Regions from separate parts of the Macaca mulatta genome. Here region 1 is linked to region 2. The links are chromatin contacts, called in public Hi-C maps. All regions are on one chromosome and are shown on one strand. The core of a region is the stretch at or near the end of the contact, and the rest is flanking DNA. Distances in the headings are between cores, read along the strand shown. Region 1 holds the start of ANKRD63 (ankyrin repeat domain 63). Region 2 holds the start of SRP14 (signal recognition particle 14).

Evidence for each region. Hi-C and Micro-C count contacts between places; a contact is called where the count stands out from the background.
Region 1: a Hi-C map of CD4 T cells shows a contact between it and region 2, with 12 times the contacts expected there. The contact joins the promoter of ANKRD63 here to the promoter of SRP14 in region 2. A contact is called at or near these places in 6 of 14 Hi-C or Micro-C datasets (CD4 T cells, blood, cortical neurons and 3 more).

Annotation. Positions count from the first base shown.
Region 1 is chr7:17,592,379-17,596,741 of T2T-MMU8v2.0, forward strand. It overlaps ANKRD63 (ankyrin repeat domain 63), which reads right to left and starts at 2,779. Exons shown (of 1, transcript XM_015141929.3): 1 at 1-2,779. The coding sequence starts at 2,022. The coding sequence ends at 874.
Region 2 is chr7:17,355,423-17,360,003 of T2T-MMU8v2.0, forward strand. It overlaps SRP14 (signal recognition particle 14), which reads right to left and starts at 2,749. Exons shown (of 5, transcript NM_001265919.1): 1 at 2,705-2,749; 2 at 2,485-2,557; 3 at 1,893-2,005; 4 at 646-678; 5 at 1-148. The coding sequence starts at 2,728.

The sequences.
Region 1 (4,363 bases), core at 1,529-4,028, 240 kb after region 2:
GCTCAGTCCTTTCCCTTTCAGGCCTCTGTGAGCCAGCGGAAATAGGGCTTGGGCCTCCAGGGGTGAGGTGTTGAACCTCGATGATGGAATTCAAATGCACCCGCGCTGAAGAGCGGGCTGGCTCAGGAGCCCGGATTTGGCCTGGGTAGGGGTTGTGTGGAGCAGTGACCCCACATTATCAATGAAGCTGAATCCTGGGGCAGAGACAGAGGGAGCTGGAGTTACCCAGGAGCTGATTTAAGGGACAATTGGTGTTCAACACTAGGGACTCTCCCACTCCCAAAATACGGTTTCATTGTCTTGAGGCAGGAGCTTCTACCCTAGAAAAACATAACAGCCAGACCCCTTCCTCCTCAACCCTCCAGTCCAGAAAGGCTCTAGGGCCCCCTCGGTCCTTTCCTTCTCCCACACTTCGAGGGAAAGGAGACTTTGGTAGTTTGCGGGATTATTCTCAGCATCAGTAGGCAGAGAGTGGGGAGGCTGGGTCTTTATTCTCCAAGGTGGACCCTTCTATTTGCCTGGCTGCCCGGGTGTTAGGAAACCCAGCGAGGGGAGGGGGGCCGGAGAGGAGCGACAGGTGGCTAGGCAGACCCAGGACTGAACTTGAGGGCTGGGGAGGGGGAATCCACCTTCCTGGCTGTAGCCTACGGAACCAGTCAATCGACACTTCTAGACCTAGGCCGGGAATACCGAGGAGCACAAAAAAGATGGAGGTCCCTTAGGGCTGGTGGAGGTCTCGCCTTGGCAGAGAGGCAGGTTCCAAAATGGGCTGCGGGGGGCGGCTGCCGAAAAGGTGAGGGACCTATAAGGAAGAAATACCAGTGGAGTAAAAACGGGAGGGTGGGGGAAGCAGGCCTCGGGCCTTGGCGCCGTTTACCGCTGAGCACGCAGCACCACAGCCTCGGTGCCCGCCTGCCAAGGGTTCGGCCCAGGCACCGAGACAGGCAGAGCGTTGGCCTCTAACTCCGGGCCACTCTCGGGCCCTGGCGCCTCACCGACCAGGCTGGGGATATCTGGGGCTGTGGAGCGTCGGCGCAAACCCAGGCGGCCGGAGCCGGGGCCGCCCTCCGGATGGGGGCTGAGGCCAATGGGGGCTTGCACTAAGGTTGGGGGCGCTCCCTCCAGCACCTCCTGTGAGCGCCACCGCCCAGTCCCCGAAGACTGGGGCGAGTTTGGTAGGGCCATCAGGGCCCCAGCCCGCAGGCGGGCCGCCTCCTCCTCGGTCACCGCACCCAGCGCCAGGCTCATGCTCCGACCCAGCTCGGGCCGTTCACTGCCCTGCGCCCGGTGCCGGCCCGAATTCTTGCCCGCTAAGCCAGCCTCGCCGCCGTGGCCGTGGCCGCCCGCCGCTCGCGCAAAGCGCGCCAGGAGAGGCCGCGGGAGGCGGCGGGGGCTGGGTCGTCGACGCTCGGGGCTGGGCGCGGGGGCGGGGTGGCCAGGGGGACTATCGGAGTTGGAGCCCCGGGCCGCGGCTGCGGCGGCGGCGCGGCCCCAGGGCCCGGTGAGGGCCTGCACACAGGTCCCGTGGCCGCGGGCGGCAGCCAGTTGCAGCGCGGTGAGCCCCGCACGGTTGGTGCGGTCGAGGCGCAGGCCTAGGCGGCGGAAGGACCGCACCAGGAACTCGAGCACTGCCCCGTGGCCGCAGGCCGCCGCCCACATCACCGGGCTGTTGCCCGCAGAGTCGGCCGCCTCGGGGTCACCACTGAACTGCACCAGCAGCTGCACGGCGTCCAGGTGGCCTCGCTCGCACGCCAGACTGAGTGCGGTGCGGCCGCGCTCGTCCCGCAGGTTCACGGCAGCACCCTGCTCAAGCAGCAGCCGCACGAAGCGCGCGCGCAGAGCCGGGTCCGGCAGCCCCACGGCCACCATGAGCGGCGTACGGCCCTGCTCCGCGCGGCAGTCGATGATGCTGCGGTCCAGCGCATCCAACACGAAGCGGGCCAAGTGCACTTTGCCCGCCTGCATGGCCTCCAGGAAGGTGCGCGTCCCCGCTCGGGGACACAGGTCCTTGGGTTTGAGCATGGCCCCGACCGCCGCGCCCGGGCAGCCTGGCAGCTCCGCACGGGGGCGCCCCTGTTCTCGCGCCCCGCGGGGCACCGGCCTCCGCCCGCGCTGTGATACCTCTCCCTCCGCGCGTGGGCGGCTGCAGCCGACGGTCCCGATGTTCCTACTCCGGTGTCCCGGAGGCTCCGACTGCCCCGCCGCTGCTGGGCCGTACGCCTGGCGTCTCGCCGCTCCTTCCCCGGGCCTCCCGCCTGGAGGTGTTGATTGCTCGCTACTCCGGGCTCCGCTCCTGGCCCGCCACCAGATGTCGGCAGCCGAGTCTCGACCCTCTCCCGGCTCTCCCGCCGCTTTCCCCGTGTCCGGCGCCCCTCAGTCCTCGTGGTTTGGAGCCGTGCCACTCACCCGCACCCAGGGCAGCCCCCGCTCCCCCGCAGCGACGGTGGCGCCCGCCGTGCACGCCTGCCTCCAGCCCTGGCGGGGCGCGCCGCTCCTCAAGCTGCTGGCGCCGTTCCTCCGCCTCCTCCCCTCTCGCGGGGGCCGGGCCACGCCGGGGCGCTTGCTCCTTACTTGGGGGGCTCGGCGGCGTGGGAGCTGCCGCCCGCCTGGATACCTGACTTTATAGCCTTGGGGGTCTCCATGGCAATGGCTGCCCTGGGAGCCGACTGCCCCGTCAGGGCAGAGACGGACGGGGCGGGGGAGACCGCTCCGGACCCCCACCCCTTCGTGGCCCACGAAGTCGGGGAGCGGCTCCTCCTCCGCGCTCCGCTGGGAATGCGGCGGCGGTTGCGGGGCGGGGGCGGGGGCTGCTCGCCGGGGGCCACATGCACCCGACCGGGCCAATCCCAAAGTCTCAGTCTTCTCTCCCCGCCCTCCGCCCCCACCCGAGTCCGTGCCCTCGGCTCCTTAGAAACTGGCGGGAGCTCGGGCTCGTCGGGGAAGACTGAGAGCTGCCCCCAGCAGTCCAGGGTGAAAGGAAATGGGACCCCATGAGCGCAGAACTAGACCACGCGCGAGCTAGGGGTGGCAGCGAAAGGCGGATGAGGAGTAACTTGGGGGAGGGGGTATACGTCCCGCGGGTTGGGGGCGCTCAGCCTGGCTGGAAACTGCTACTCGAAGTGCAGAGAATCACGCACTTACACACAATTGTTCCTCCCGCACACGCTCCCTGGAACGAGGGGTGGGGGCCGAGTGCGCTCTCCAATTTCAGACGTCTCCAACCCCGACAACGCACCCGCGTGCCAACTCCCGGTGGCTGCCGAGCGGGCAGAGTGTAGACGCCCAAACCAGGAAGGGGCTCCTTAGGATCCGGGAGTGCCCCGGGCATGTTAGGAGTTCCCTGGCGCCGCCACCCTGGAACAAGCTAGGGACCCATGCGAGGTTCCCTGCCCCTCGCTTCTCCCTTGAGCACAAAACAACCCCCAGGCCACAGGGTTCTGGCTCTGACCACTGGCTGGCACCTAAGGACAGGAGGCGAGCACAAGTTCCATTTGCTGTAAGATGCTTAGAGAAGCCACTGCATCTCCTTCTCCCTCCGGCCAGCAGGTCCCCCTCGGTCCTGGAGGAGGGGGATGATACACAAGCCTGGGCGGAGCGGAGTTAGGGCGCATCAGAGCCTGGGTGTGGGTGGTGGGGAGGGAGTGAGTAAGGTTGGAATGGGTATTTGTAAAGGAGTGAAGCAGGTATCAGCTGCAGAATTGACTGAGACTTTTCATGAGCCGCACATTTTGTTGCCGGCAGCGGTAAGAGAGAGGCAGAAGCTCGGTTCTGGATGCGAGACGTTCCCCCTCTTAAGAAGACAACACTGGGACTTAAAAAGTGGACGTTGTCTTCTGAGGGCTGAATACATCTGCTAAATACCTACCAACACAGTCCTTGGATGAAAAGATGGAGTTGCGGGGAAGAGAGGGCTCTGGGGCCTTCTAAAGATAGGACTTCAAGGATGTGCGGGATCTGGGGTATTTCCAAGGAAGGAATCCCAGGCCGGGTGCAGTGGCTCACGCTTGTAATCCCAACACTTTGGGAGGCCGAGACGGGCGGATCACGAGTTCAAGGGATCGAGACCATCCTGGCCAACATGGTGAAACCCCATCTCTACTAAAAATACAAAAATTACCTGGGTGTGGTGGCACGCGCCTGCAGTCCCAGCTACTTGGGAGGCTGAGGCAGGAGAATCGCTTGAACCTGGGAGGCGGAGGTTGCAGTGAGCCAAGATCACGCCACTGCACTCCAGCCTGGGTGACAAAGCCAGACTCTGTCTCAAAAAAAAGAAAGTAATTCCAAACGGGTTCTGGAGGCAAAGGCTTGGAAGCAGGATAAACCTTCAGGGGACACTATTGAGGGCTGCTTTAAGGGGTCCCTT
Region 2 (4,581 bases), core at 1,499-3,998:
TTGCTGTTGTTGCTGCTGCGGCAGGTGCTGCTGCTGCTGCTACTGCCGCTGCTGCTGCCGCTGCTGCTGCTTTGGTCTTCTTAGTTTTGTTCTTTTTGTCTCTCTTCTTCAGCCCATCCATGTTAGCTCTCAGTAGGTTTGAATAAGCCTGAAAGATACAACAGAGCATACCTTAGTGGGAAGATGTGCCATTTAGCAGAACAGCAGCCCTATTTGCATAATGGATTTAGGGTAGCCAAAAATCAGGAAGCCTACCTGATAAAGAATATAGCACCACTGGACACTTGTACCGGAAAATGGTATAAGCATAAAACACTCTTTCACATTATAATAGCTTCTGCAACACCCACAGACAGTTGCACACATTTTTTACGTTTTTTTCAATGGAAAACTGCAGGCAACTTCTTGTTCAACTATACTATAGGTAGCATATATCTACAGCCTAAGACAAAATCTAACTAAAAAAAACCAGAAAGGAAGAGCGTATTAGCGTTGAAATTCACACCCTGGCAGCTTTTACTTGAAAAATACCAGTAAAACTTATCTCCAGAGAGCAGTGAACCCAAGTATCAATCTTACCCAGTGTTCACTATCATGCTGACTCTTGCCCTGAGAAGGAAGACATAAGGAACACCCAAAACTCACCATCTGAAATTTATTCACTTCCTTGGAGCTCACCTGAAAGAGAAGGAAAAAAGAGGTCACACCTATTATCCATATAAGCATCCTCTTCTCCACCCCAGACAGTATCTCAAAAGCCTCTGAAAGACAACATCCTTATCTTTAAAATACTTCTTCCCAACTTCAGGGGTTCGTAATACATGAATGGTTACTTTTCTACTCTGCTTTCCTCTGCCTAGAGAACAAGAAAAGGAGCTCTACATCTTTTTCCACATGAGAATTGCACCAAGAGGTGAAAGGCAGTAGGCTCCTTCAAAAAAAAAAAAAAAAAAAAAAAAGCTTTGTTTCTCACCTCTTGAAATCCCTTAGAAAGGTGGCACTGAGTGTTCTCCCTGGGTTCTGAGAAAAGTCAGAGGACTTCTCAGTATTAATTTTTTATACATTAATATAAGATATATTTAAACTACTCCCTTCCCATCTTATTTTTAAACCTGCCTTCCATTAATTCAAGCATATTTAAGCACAATGCAAGCTACCACAAAATACTACCTCTGAAGAAGACTCCTTAGGTTTTCGTTATTTCATGATATCTAACTTTATTTGTAAAAACCACATAAGCTTGTTTTACTGTAAAAGTCCTCTCAAGATAACTTGTCACGGGAGACTTACCAACTAAGTCTAGTCTACATTTTCATGCAGTCAGTATCCTACACTAATGTGATTAGAGAGTAAGTCTGGTTCTGCCACAGCAGAATAAAGTAGTATTCACTCAACTCAAGAAGACTCTTCCTTTGCATTATTCAACCTCCACTGAAAGGAAAGACTAGGGCTCTTGACTAAAATGCATATTTTCTCAAGTGTGAAACCTAACATTTAGCTGCACATTCGCCATGTGAACCACAAAGATAAGGAAATAATAGCATCACCTGGTGCCAAGAAACTGCTTACTGAAGGCCCAACACAGTAAGGGGCTAAGGAATCAAATATTTATGCCAACGGCTCCTTACAGTACTACGAATAAGGACGAATACGCTACTTTCATTCATTTCCGCAAAAATTTTAGCAGAACTAACGACTGTTTGACCTCTACCTTCTTCATTTTATTTTATTCTTGAGTTTTCTACTACTGAAGTATAGGAAGGTCCTGGTCTCAGAAATAGCCACACAGGGCAAAAGGGAAAAGTAAATTAAAGCCTGGTTCAGAAACGCCCCATCCTCTCTTCAATTCGAGTGTTTACATTTCAAAAGATAGCCTTAGGAACTCAGCTCACCACAGTGCTGATCTTCTTTTTCCCATCGGTAGCTCTTAACAGACACTTGTTGTCTGCGGGCTCAAAGCCCTCCACAGTACCTTTCTTTGGAATGGGTTTGGTTCGACCGTCATCTGAAGGAAAAATGCATCCTGGTGAACACGGCCGCATACGTGGCTGAGCGGCAGACAAACAGTTAAAACAGAGGAGGGGGTAAGTGATGACCTAATCCAGCCCCGCTGCTCTAGTTCTGTTAAACACCTCGTCTGCTACCACGGTCTGGCGAAACCCTGGAGAAACTATTATTTCCACGACGGAAACATGGAATAGCGAAGCACGTTAACTCCCACTCAAAGTGGCGGCGTTTGGGATCCCTGACAAAGAGCCCTGGGCTGCTTGGGACCCATTGTTACCAGAAGCAACCTAGGCGGCTCAGCGCTGGGGACTGCGCCCGCTACAATCCCCATCATTTTCCAGGCCCGAAGCCCCGAATGTGCCCAGTACAGAGTGACGGACGGTAGAGGAAGGCGGCGGTCCGCGGCAGACAGACTCCGGTGGCTCCCAGACACCGGGCACCCGGGGAGCATCGCCCGGCTCCCCTCCCGCTGCTTACACTTCTTCAAGGTGATATAGACGCTGCCCGACGTCCGGCACTTCTGGAAAAGTCTGGTCAGCTCCGTCAGGAACTGAAAAACAACAGGCCCGGCCCCGTTAGCCAGCCCCAAATCCTCGCCCCGCCGCGTCAAGGCCCTGGTCCTCCCGCAGAAGGAGGCAGAGGTCTCGACCAAAGCCTGAGCCGCCCCCGTCTCTCTGCCGGCCAGGCCTAGCCATACCTGCTCGCTCTCCAACAACACCATCGCGGCGACGCTTCGCTCCACTCCCTCCGCTGAAGCCCCTAGCAGTGAGAGCCGGAAGTTCGGCCTAGGCTGGGCGGGACTTCCGCTACTACGCTTCCATTGTCTTCCACCAATCTCTTCTCTTCCACCAATCCTGGCCGGCGCCCTGGGACGTCCGGGGGCCAGTGACCTGGAGGCGTTGGGGCTGTCCTGGGCCGTCGCTTGAGAGAGAACTTCTCACCCCAGCCAGGGTGAGGGAGTGAGAGCAAAAGAAAGTTTTGATAGCAGCGTATAGTTTATGTTCAGCTGTATGCTGGGCAGGTTACCTAACAATTCAGTGACTCAGTTTCCTTATCCATAAAGTGAGGGTAATGATAGTATCTACTTCGCAGTGTGGTCGTGAAGCGTAAATGAAACTCAGATTAAATACGTAGAACAGTGCCTGGCACATAGAGCGTGTTCCGTAGGTATCAGCTATTGTTCTTTTAATTATTGTCATCATTATAAGTTCCTGTAGATCCTTTAAATTCTCCCTAAACGCTGCCTTTTAGCTGTAGCCAGAGGGGCTGGGCCGGGCGCGGTGGCTCACGCCTGTAATCCCAGCACTTTGGGAGGCCGAGGCGGGCGGATCACGAGGTCAGGAGATTGAGACCATCCTGGCTAACACGGTGAAACCCCGTCTCTACTAAAAATACAAAAGAGCCGGGGGTGGTGGCGGGCGCCTGTAATCCCAGCTACTCCGGAGGCTGAATGGCGTGAACCCGGGAGGCGGAGCTTGCAAGCCGAGATCGCGCCGCTGCACTCCAGCCTGGGCTACAGAGCGAGCCTCCGTCTCAAAAAAAAAAAAAAAAAAAAAAAAAAGAGGGGCTGGAGCCCAGTTTTTAGTTCTACCTCTGATTAGTCAGGAGAACTGGGTTGTAAGCCCTCTCTGCCAGTAGCCAACTTGAACCCTGGGCCCTCTATAAAGTCAAGCATTCTACCACACAAGAGGTTTTCGCTGAGTGCCTCTCAGTCTGTGCCAGGCACTGTTGTAGAGGTTGGGGATGCTGCAGGATAAGACAAGCTAAGTTTCTGGTTTCCTGGAACTTGGGTTAAAAGGGGCAGGGAGGAAATAAACAATGAAGCAAACAAGTAAGTAGTACAGCTTCAGATAATGAGCTCTGTGAAGACAGCTAAGCAGGGCTGTATAATGAGTGGGAAGGGGACTGCTTTGGGCTGGGGTCAGAGGAGTTCTCGTCGAAGAGGAGAGCTTTGAATTGAAAGCTGAAAGGACCAGCCATCCAAAGATCTAGGGACACAGTGTTTCAGACACAGAGAATGGCTAGAGCAAAACCCCCAAAGGGGAAACAAGTTGCCCTGTGTCTAAGACTGACAGGTGCGGGTGGGGGTGAGGAGGGCTTGTGGAGCAAGGAGTGAAGGAGTATGGAGAGGTAGCTGGGAACCAGATTATGTAGGGCCTGTGACCATGGTAAATTTGGATTTTGTTCTAGATACAAAGAGAAGACTCTTGTTAAGGAAGTTTTCAAGAGAACACTGAAAATGGGATTTACCATTTTTTAAAGATGGCCCTGTCTGGGTTGTGAAGACTGTAGAGAGACAAGGCAGGAAATGGGGAGCCCAGTTAGGAGATTCACAAACTTAATGGCTTAAATATGTTCACTCTCTGATTTCACATTTTCTTCCAAATGGCCAGCGCCCTTTGCCCACTTCCTGCCCTAGGCTGATGACCTTGTATAGCCAACCTGTATTGGCTTTTGGTTCTCCAGGATTTGAACCTGTTTGCAGTCCCCTGTTGTGTGGGTTTTGGTGAGAGGCAATAAATAAATAATTAAATAAAAGGGTCAGAGAGTCACTCACCTGCCCTCAGCAGCGGG